Regions from separate parts of the Callithrix jacchus genome. Here region 2 is linked to region 1. Evidence: chromatin contacts called from public Hi-C data. All regions are on one chromosome and are shown on one strand. The core of a region is the stretch at or near the end of the contact, and the rest is flanking DNA. Distances in the headings are between cores, read along the strand shown.

Region 1 (4,948 bases), core at 1,161-3,660:
TGCCTGTAGTCCTGGCTACTCAGGAGGCTGAGGCTTGAACTCGGGAGGTGGAGGCTCGCTGAGCTAAGATTGTACCACTGCACTACAGCCTGAGCAACAGAGCGAGACTCTATCTAAAAAAAAAAAAAAAAAAAAAAGTTGTATTTTTAACTTTCAGCTGCAAACAACTGTATATTAAAATTAAGAAAAACACCCATTTATGGTAGTGCCAAACACAAAAAGTACCTGAAAATAATTTCACAATAGACCTTCAAAACTCCACCTCTCTACTTGCAAAGTACTGTTCTAAGTATTTTTCAGGGATTAACTCATTCAGTCCTCATAAAACTCTGTGAAGAAAATACTTCATCCTTATTTTAAAGTTGGGGAAACTGAGGCAGACTCACCCAAGAGCTATCAGATGGGAAGGGTCAGGGGTGGAGCATGAAAGCAGGTTGGGGAAAAAACACAACCCGGGCTCATCAAGACAAGCACAGTCACCGCTCAGCCTGCTGGAACGCTGCACCACCCAGCCCGGATATTCTGGAACCCAGGCTTCCTGATGCTGGTGACACGGAACCTGAAGGAGATGAACTGCAGAGAAGGCTGCAAAGCCAACCAGAGACCTGAACTCGGAATCTCGCCTCATCTGCTTCCTCCTTTTTGCCCTTTCAATTTCTCTTTGGAGACCTGATGTTGCCCTCCCTTGCCAGATGAACAAATTCCACTGTTTCACGCTGCTCTTCCGTGTCTTTATTCCTTCTAACAAGGCTGTCCTTGAGCTGTCCAGTATAGTATCCACAGGCCACATGGGGCCATTAGGCTAAAATTAAGTAAAATGTGAAAACTCAGTCCCTCAGGCCACATCTAAGTGCTCATAGCCACATGTCAACAGTGGGTACCATATGGGACAGTACAGATGAGAACACTGCCCTCAGCACAGACAGGGCTTTTTTTAGACAAGAGTCTCACTCTGTTGCTCAGGCTGGAGTGCAGTGGCAGGATCTCACCTCCCTGCAACCTTTGCCTCCTGGGTTCAAGCAATTCTCGTGCCTCAGCCTCCCAAGAAGCTGGGATTACAGGCACCCACCACCACACTCAGCTAATTTGTGTGTGTGTATGTGTATATACATATTTTGGGGGGGAGGGAGTTTTGCTCGAGTTGCCCAGGCTGGAGTGCACTGGCAGGATCTCAGCTCACTGCAACCTCCGCCTCATGGAGGCGAGGTTGATCCACCCGCCTCAGCCTCCCGAGTACCTGGGATTACACATGCCCACCACCATGCCCAGCTCAATTTTGTATTTTTAATAGAGACAGGGTTTCATCATGTTGGCCAGGCTGGTCTTGAACTCTCGACGTCAGGATGATCCACCTGCCTCGGTCTCCCAGTGAGATTACAGGCGTGAGACACCCGCCCGGCACTGACTCTTCACTTTACACTTTTTATGCCCATCTAAAGCAGAGGAGGCTGAAAGTCAGAGAGGCTAAATCACTTGCCCAAAGTGACAGTGTCCTCTGGCCCCCAGCTGTTGGTGACACCTGAATTTTACGGCAGGAGTCTTCCCACTGAGATTCGAATAAACATAGACTTCCCAGAGGACTAAGGCCAGGATAATTTCAAAGGAATCCATTTTCTGCTCCTCAACTTTTGCTATGTTCTCTCTGCTAAAACAGAACTGCCTGAGGAGGAACTTGTGTTTAAAACAACTGACTTCTACTTTCCCGTCCCCCTTTCACAGTGGGTCCTCCCCTTTACAAAAGGTATTCTCCAGCGACACTGCCCAACAAGCCCCTCCGATTCCCATCCACAGGTCTGTGTGAACACCATTCCTCGGTATCTAGAGCTACGAGAACGTAAAACGGGAACAGAACGGACAACCCCGTCTCACTGGGCAAAAGCCACCCGCAGACAGTGAACTCTCTGGAAACGCGCCTCCCGGAGGCGCGTTTACAATACACAACTTTTTATCACCCAAATGCACACATATTTATGTTGTCCCGTGCGAGTGTACACGACCAATCATCACTTTAACATTCCAGAGGAAAATGTTTAGTACTTACAGCCCTGGATCAAGGCAAATTCCTAAACAACTTGCCTCGGAATTCACACGCGGCACCCATCCCTGTGACAGCAGCACCCGGGTGGCCGACAGCACCTCCGACCCCAAAACGCGGTTCTGCGGGAGAGCGGAGCGGAGAAGGACCGGGGAGCACGGCGCCGCTCCCCACCGCCCGGGTTCGCAGACCGGCAGCGCTCCAGTCCTCTCGGCTCCTAGGCCGGGCCTCTCCCGCTCCCAGCGCCCCGGTGCCCCGCGGTCCAAGCCGAGGCCCCTCCTCACGCCCAAGCCACGTCCGCCCCCGGGGCCCCGCGTCCACCGCGCCCTCACCTGCTCGGGAGAGCGCGTCACTTCCGGGGCATCGCAGGCGGCCGACCCCTTCCGGTGCCTCTAGGCCCCGGCTGCCCCGCGCTTCCCAAGTGCGCAGCTGCGGAAGAGGAGCCGGCGGACCCCGGAGAGGACTTTGTCCCCGTGAGCGGGCGCCAAGAGGAATAGCGGGAGGGCAGCAGAGCGCTCAGCTGTAGCCGCGCTTCTCGCCGGCGCCCTCGCTGCCGGAGCCCTGGGACAGCCGCCCCTCCCAGTACCCAGGGCCACCCAGCTCCTCCGACCAGTCTGGCGCTGCTGTCGTCCGTGAAACCTCCCGGGCCCGATGAGGACACCGCTTTTGCACGAGGAAGCTATGGGGCAACACAGAGCAGGCAGTGGGGACCGCAGGGCAGTCCCGGGGCGCCGTCCTCACCGCCCTTTCCCTGGCTCCGCCTTCCGGCTGCGGGGAATCCGGCGCGGACCCACGGGGACTCTGCCCAGGAACCGAGCTGACAATCTGCCGGGTCCTGGTAATGTTTGCAGAGTAAGTCACACCAAAATCCCATTACCTTCATGAAAACTAACTTTATAGGATAATTTTTGAAGAACCAGTTTATTAAGAGATTACACCAAAACCATAATTTATGTGTCAAACTCCGACTGAAAAAAAATTAACCGATATCCAGGATGGTTTTCAAATGTACTGTACTCACAAACCAGACAAATTTGACTTGTTCAATAAATAGAAATGAAGTGGCTAAACATTTTTTAATGGAAATGGAAAACAGTCTTCCACTCTGTAGTGTTGAAGGGGTGCCCCCTATATGTAGAAAAACCCTGACAAAATCAGAGCTTCAGGTAAACTCCAACCAGATGAGCATATTCACGTTTCTTTTCAGATCTTAGGAGATCTTGTCCACGTTAATCCCATTCATAAAGACTCTGGGCCTGAGTTCTGATGTACTGTTTTAATATGCTATATACTGTTGATTCAACAACAAACCCTAATGGGTGATGAGCTTTTGCATACCAATATGAAATTTGTCAGCACTTCTGAAAATTGTGGCCATTATTTTTCAAATTCACAATTTGCTGGAAGTCAGGGAACGACAGGAAGAAGAATGAGCATCAATTTTCACGTCGTCCTTTGCTTCTTCATTGGCCTTCCATAGAAGTAGTCAGAAAAAAACAGCACCATCAACCACACTTCACGAATAATTCATGTTAGCCTAAGCTTTTCTCAACATTCATAGGACAGAAGATATAATAAGTTAATGAAAAGGAATTGCTGGCATCACTTTCCCCCACAATATTACATAAAAATGGACAACACATTAAATAAACATTCTGTTATTAATCATTAAATATATTAACACCAAAAATCATGTATAAATTAGGAAATAAATGTACAAACTATTTTGCAAAGTGCTTTTTAAAATATATACACAACATTCAAGATATTCTTAATGTAAGACATTTCAGATTGAAATTTTGGGATAAGTGTCCTTTTCTTTCAGAAAGTATTAATACAGCACTTAAAAACACAAACACACACACACACACACACATACACACACACACACAAAAGGCATATTCCCAGATTGGCAAGGAATAAAAATAAACTATTTTCACAGTTATCTAAAATGTTTAACATTTTCAATGGGAAATTTTAGTCCCTGATTGAGTTTGCAAATTAGTTTTATGAAAATTGACATGAAAAGAACAAAATCAAGGGAGAAGACTCCCTAACTGAAATTGCTCATACATACTTTTGTCAATTAGCAATTAAGAACTCTCTTCAGTAATATGAACATACACATTTACTTTTAAGCCCTTACCAGTGTTAAGGGTTTAAAAAACCCTTATGCCTACAAAATAAACACTGCCATCCCCAATTCTGTGTGACACCTGTCTCATGGACGAGGGAAGAACGTCCTATAACAGGACTCAACACAGCCAAGTCCTTTAATCTGTGCCTTAGTTCTTCATCTCTAAAAAATTTCCTCACAGGGGCTGTCGGGATTAATTCAAGCAAAACACGTATGCACCTTGTAAATTCTAAAGCACTTAACTCTGGATGAAGAACTACTTTTAACTTTTAAAACAAAACATCAATTAAAGAGAAACATCATTATTAGTAGACCTCATATATCAAGCACTGGGTATCTTTTGTATTTTCTTGGTAGTTCTTGGAAATTCACCAGCATTTATCCAAATATTTTTTTAAAAGGATTCATAGCAAATATGAGTATTATTCCAAGTAAAGGCTGATCAAATGTCCATGCGGGTTGTTAATGGCAGCATACGATTTTTTTTCCTTTGACCATACTTTTCCAAGTGTGCTGTCTTTAATGTTTACACAGAATTGAAATAGGATTTAATATCCTAGAAATGTAAAAATTACTTAAGTTTCACTATATAAAACCTTTATTTTTCATTAGAAAGAACACAGTAAAGTTACTGGATATGACTTTCAGACATCCCTAAAAGAAAAGAAATGCTTGCTTGGAGATCTGAGCAAGTAGGTCCTGGAAGAAATAATGTAAAATAAACAACTTGCCAACTGTTTGGAAAATCTGGTGTCAATATTTTAAATTACCTATCA
Region 2 (5,069 bases), core at 1,242-3,741, 98 kb before region 1:
CATGTCATTCAGAGCAAAAGCTGAAGTCATCTGGGGACCCCTGCACCCTTCCACCCTCATCCCCATGGCTCCCTTAGGCCTTCTGGCCCTCACACACTAGTCTACTCCAGGGGGTTCTGCCCTGGCTGCCCCCTCTGCCCAAATGCAATCACTGGACAACCCCCACTCCATGACCAAAGCCACAGCACTCAGATGCCCTCACTGGCACCTAAGGCACCACTGGGTTCTCAAGCATGAGTCCACCACCTGCCCTGCCTCCCTGCTGGGGCCTCGTCCGCCTGGTCCTTGTGCCCAGGCCCACAGTGCCTGGCAGGCAGGTGGACTCAACACATATGCTGAGCCAAAGGCTGGAAGCACAAGTTATCTTGAAAGAGATTTCCATGGAAAAAAAAATCCAAAATACCAATAGTATCATTGGCAGGCCACAGTGTCTCATGCCTGTGATCCCAGCAACTCAGGAGGCCAAGGCAGGAAGGCTGCTTGAGGCCAGAAGTTCGAGACCAGCGTGGGAAACATAGGAAGACCTCCTCTCTACAAAAAATAGAAAATTAGTCTGGTATGGTGGCACATGCCTGTGGTCCTAGCTACTCAGGAGCCTGAGGCAGGAGGATCACTTGAGCCCAGCAGCTGGAGACTGCAGTGAGATCCCGCCACTGCACTGCAGCCTGGGTGACAGAGTGACACTCTGCCTCTATTAAAAAAGAAAACAGCACTGTTAGACCCGTTCATGCTGTACTCAAATAATGACAGTGACTGTTGAGGCAATGTGCTCAGAGGTGAAGATTTTGCTCCTTTTCTGTATTTTACATGTTCTGCTCTGTTTATGGGACATACAAAACTTTTTAAGTTGCATATATTTTGTATATAAATAAGAATTTATAAAAGATATCAAGATATTAATTTGGTTATATTTATCATAAACCACATATCAATTATTTTGTTATATATATGTAAGACATGTCATTTACCATATATTTAATAAAATTATCAGTGTAATTTTCAAAAATAAATATCACAATGTATTTAAGCACGTGAACTGACAAGTTAGAAAACAATTTCCCAGGGCAGGTCTGGAGGCCTCTGTGGTAAGACACACTCAGTGCAGGCCTTGACAGGCAATGGCCATGTGCCTGTCTGATGTTCCTGGGAAGAGCACGTGTGTGCCCCGCAGGCGGCTCTGACACACAGCTGAGCGTGCGTCGGTACCTCGACCTGCACGTCCTGCGGAGCAGCGGTGTTGATCCCAACAGCAGGCTTCGAGACCAGCAGGTAGGCACAGGCCGGGATGCAGCTCCAGGGAGAGCAGAGGCCCACCCCACTGGCGAAGGCCCCTCCATCTGCTCAGGGACAACAGGCTCAGGCGAGGTGGCAGACAAGGGCCCAAGGACAGGGAAGAGCAGAGGGGCTGGCCTGGGATGTCTCAAGGCAGGTCTGACCTGGGCAGGCAGAGGCGTCAGGCCACAGAGGGGCACAGACCTGGGCAGAGTTGGGGGGCCGCGTGTTGATCCTCCAGAGCAGCTTGCTGCCAGGGATGACCTGCACGGTCTCCTGGGCTACAGGCACGTCGTCAGCCACATCACTCTCAGCCTTCCTGGAGCTGTCCTCCTGAAACACAGAACCCTGCTGTGTGGCCACCCGGGGCCAGGCCACCTTTGGCTGGGAGGACAGGTATTCTCAGAGTGCTTTTCAGACCAGTCACCATGCCTGAGCACAGCCAGGCGGCCTTGGCCTTTTTTTTCCTTTTTTTTTTTTTGAGACAGAATTTCACTCTTGTGGCCCAGGCTGGAGTGCAATGGCGAGACCTAGGCTCACTGCAACCTCCACCTCCCAAGTTCAAGCGATTCTCCTGCCTCAGCCTCCTGAGTAGCTGGGATTACAAGCACTCGCCACCACTCCCAGCTAATTTTTTGTATTTTTCGTAGAGATAGGGTTTTACTATGTTGGCCAGGCTGGTCTTGAACTCCTGATCTCAGGCAATCCACTCACCTCGGCCTCCAAAAGTGCTGCAATTACAGGCATGAGCCACCACGCCCAGCCTTTTTTTTCTTAAACTAAGGAGAAAATCGAATTTCCTCCCTAGTCTATCCCCTGTCTGTCACTATTCGGAGAGGAGCCGGGCCCCAGTCCCTAAAGCAGCTCACGCTCCCTTCATGGGGACATGCTGTCTACTCTGACACTCAGAAGATGACAAGTCGGTAACAGGGCGTGTTTCCTTTGGGGAGAAGCAGGCATGTGAAAGGGCGCTCTATGGAGTCTGAGCATTGCTGTATGGGCGATGCCTTCCACATAACACGTTCATTCACGCTCATGGCGCCTCTCCAGAAGGCAGGCTCTGGGACTGAGAGCCTTCCTAGATGGGGCAGTTTTGTCCTCCATCAAGAAGTGACTCGTGTGGGGGTTTCAGGATCTCTCGGCATCTCAGACAGAACCCACTGTACAGCACACCCTAATGAGAAGACAAAACCTGCCACGTTGCTTTTCAAAAGGAAGAGAATGGTTACCAGATGCTGCTGTTCAGGGAGACTACTGAAAACAAGGGAGTCAAGCCCTGGGCTTCCTGCATCAGTGGGGCTGTGTTACACTGGCTGTGGGCCACTTGGCCTGAGGCCGGGTGAGGGAGAGCCGAGGTTCAAGGACAAGCATTCACAGAAAACACTCCTGTTTCTAGGTCACCTCCAGGAGCAGGAAAGCATCAAAAGACATCGCTAAATGGGTTTACCCTTCCAGGCCTGTGGAGTCTGTAAGCAGAATTTCACCTTTTTAAATAAAAAAGGATTAGAAAAGGTGTCTACCGGCACACATCAAATACTACAATGTAAAAACACTTAGGATCCTGGAGGAGGCTGAATGTTTTCGTGAAATAGTGAACGATTCAGGTTTGGTGTGTTCCAATTCACTACGTAGAAAGTGTGACACCTCTTTTGAACTATCACTTATTTTTAAGCTCAAGAACAACCAGTCTTAAGGTAATCAGTACACCAAAGCTCTTGGGGAAAACCTTGCCAATACTTTCTGGCTGTTGAATATATTATCTGGTACTCACAACTAAAAACAGAAAATTGAATTTCACTTTATTTTTTAAACATATCTAAGTTAATTTGAAGAAAGCGAGATTTACTAAGAAGGACCCAGAAGTTGGAGCTTCCAGAAAAGTAACAGCCTTGCATGAGGTTCCCTCAGGTACTTCTAGCCATGGGGGCAGGGGACTATGACTCCAGGGCACCGGTGCCCACCGTTTATAGCAGCAGCCTCTGTGCAACTGAAATATAGATATATCGGCTGGGTGTTGTGGCTCATGCCTGTGATCCCAGTATTTTGGCAGGTTGAGGCGGGAGAACTGCTTGAGCCCAGGAGTTCAAGACTAGCCTATGAGACATAGCAAGACCCCAACGTTATGAAAAAATAAAAATAAAATTTAGCCAGGCGTGGTGGTGCACACCTACAGTCCTCGCCACTTAGGAGGCTAAGGAGGGAGGATCACTTGAGCCTGGTAACTAGAGGCTGGAAAAAAAAACAGAAAGAAATACAGATAAACTCCCCACCAATACTAGAACCCACAACAACACGCAGTTAATCTGGACAAATTCTGCATGTTCATCTCTCCTGGTGGGGGCCAAAGGCTCCCTGGGCCCCCGACAGGTAAGCTAAGGGCCGCAGCACCTGACAGCCCTCAGCACCCAGGGCACAGTTCTCCCGGGGCGCCCCAGCCCTTACCGGCTTGGCCTTCCTCAGGTGGTCGCCTCTCCTCTCCTGCTTCTTGAAGGATTCATACGAAGCGTGATCTATGCCCCACAAACATTCCGTCCACTTGCCATAGATCATAAAGAGCTTCTTTTTGCTATAATTAAATGAGATTTGTAAAGCCAAGTTTTAGTCATCACAAACCATTTGTCTAAACATGCAGCACCTTAATTTTGCCCCTGGAATAAATTCCCCTCAGGCACGTCTTCTTATGCCTTTTGGGACATCTCTGGACATAAACGCAAAGGTGAAAATTTGCATTCTGGGACCATTCCTAGCCCTGAAACACACCAAGGAAAGGAAAATGAAGGGCCGGAAACCCAACGGACAGATGGCCCACGGGGCTGCGGGAGGTGGGAGGGGGCGAAGAAAGGGAGCTTTTTAAGGTGAAAAGCTGCCTGCGCCCACTGCCGGTCTGAAACACACTGAATGTGCACGTGTCCTTCAGTGCTTTTCTATCAACAGGGCTGTCAACACTGCTGGGTCTTTGCTTCCCCACCTGCCTTTTTTCATCAAAAGCAACCCCGAGACCTGTGCAGAGCAGCCACCAGAGCTCCTGATTCCAAAAGGGATGGAGCCAAATAGTGCCAGGCTCCGTTCTCTTTCTTTTGGCCTCTTGCTGGGAAGAGTCCACCGCAACCACAGACCCCCTGGAAGTGTGGCTCTGACAGGCCCAAGACCCTACAGAGCCAGCACACGGGCACAGGGAACTGGGCCAGGCCTCACCTAGCAGACGGCCTGGGGACAACTCTATTTCTCCAAGGATGAGACACCCTTAATTTAGGATGAAAAACCAGAAAAGCAAAACACGCCTTACACGCGCTCACTGAGGACAGCAAGTGCCGGCCTCGGCGCCCCTGCCCATTTCTGGAAACTGACATCCAGCTGCTCCCTGGGCTGAGTTCCACGGGGGGGGATCAAGGTGACTGCCACCTCATCATAAACTGCTGTCCCTTCTAGGTCCACACATTTATCCTCTCATGTTTTAGGGGAGAAATGGTCAGTTATAAGCCTGGGCATTTTATTTTACAGGCTGTTGAAACAGGTGCATTTCTGACACACAGCAGAGGGTGGACAGAGCAGAAGCATCACCCGTCTTATTTTTTTTGAGATGGAGTCTTGCTCTGCCATCCAGGCTGGAGTGCAGTGGCATGATCTCAGCTCACTGCAACCTCCACCTCCTGGGCTCAAGTGATTCTCGTGCCTCAGCCTCCCGAGTAGCTGGGATTACAGACATGCACCACCATGCCCAGCTAAGTTTTGTATTTTTAGTACAGACAGGGTTTCACCATATTGGCCAGGCTGGTCTTGAACTCCTGGCCTCATGT

Evidence for each region. A called contact is a pair of places that touch in the nucleus more often than the background predicts.
Region 2: a Hi-C map of induced pluripotent stem cells shows a contact between it and region 1, with 2.1 times the contacts expected there. The contact joins the enhancer-like site here to the promoter of MTG2 in region 1. A contact is called at or near these places in 2 of 3 Hi-C or Micro-C datasets (induced pluripotent stem cells and skeletal muscle).

Annotation. Positions count from the first base shown.
Region 1 is chr5:57,742,667-57,747,614 of calJac240_pri, reverse strand. It overlaps MTG2 (mitochondrial ribosome associated GTPase 2), which reads right to left and starts at 2,410. Exons shown (of 8, transcript XM_078372058.1): 1 at 2,368-2,410. SS18L1 (SS18L1 subunit of BAF chromatin remodeling complex) reads right to left here. Exons shown (of 12, transcript XM_035299101.2): 12 at 2,941-4,948.
Region 2 is chr5:57,840,328-57,845,396 of calJac240_pri, reverse strand. OSBPL2 (oxysterol binding protein like 2) reads right to left here. Exons shown (of 15, transcript XM_035299110.3): 11 at 3,715-3,838; 12 at 1,477-1,605. Among named protein-coding and RNA genes, the nearest start is that of ADRM1, 17 kb to the left of the region's middle. Within about 2 kb of position 2,491, at least 2 of the 16 cell types and tissues checked have an H3K27ac peak or open chromatin away from gene starts, as enhancers often do.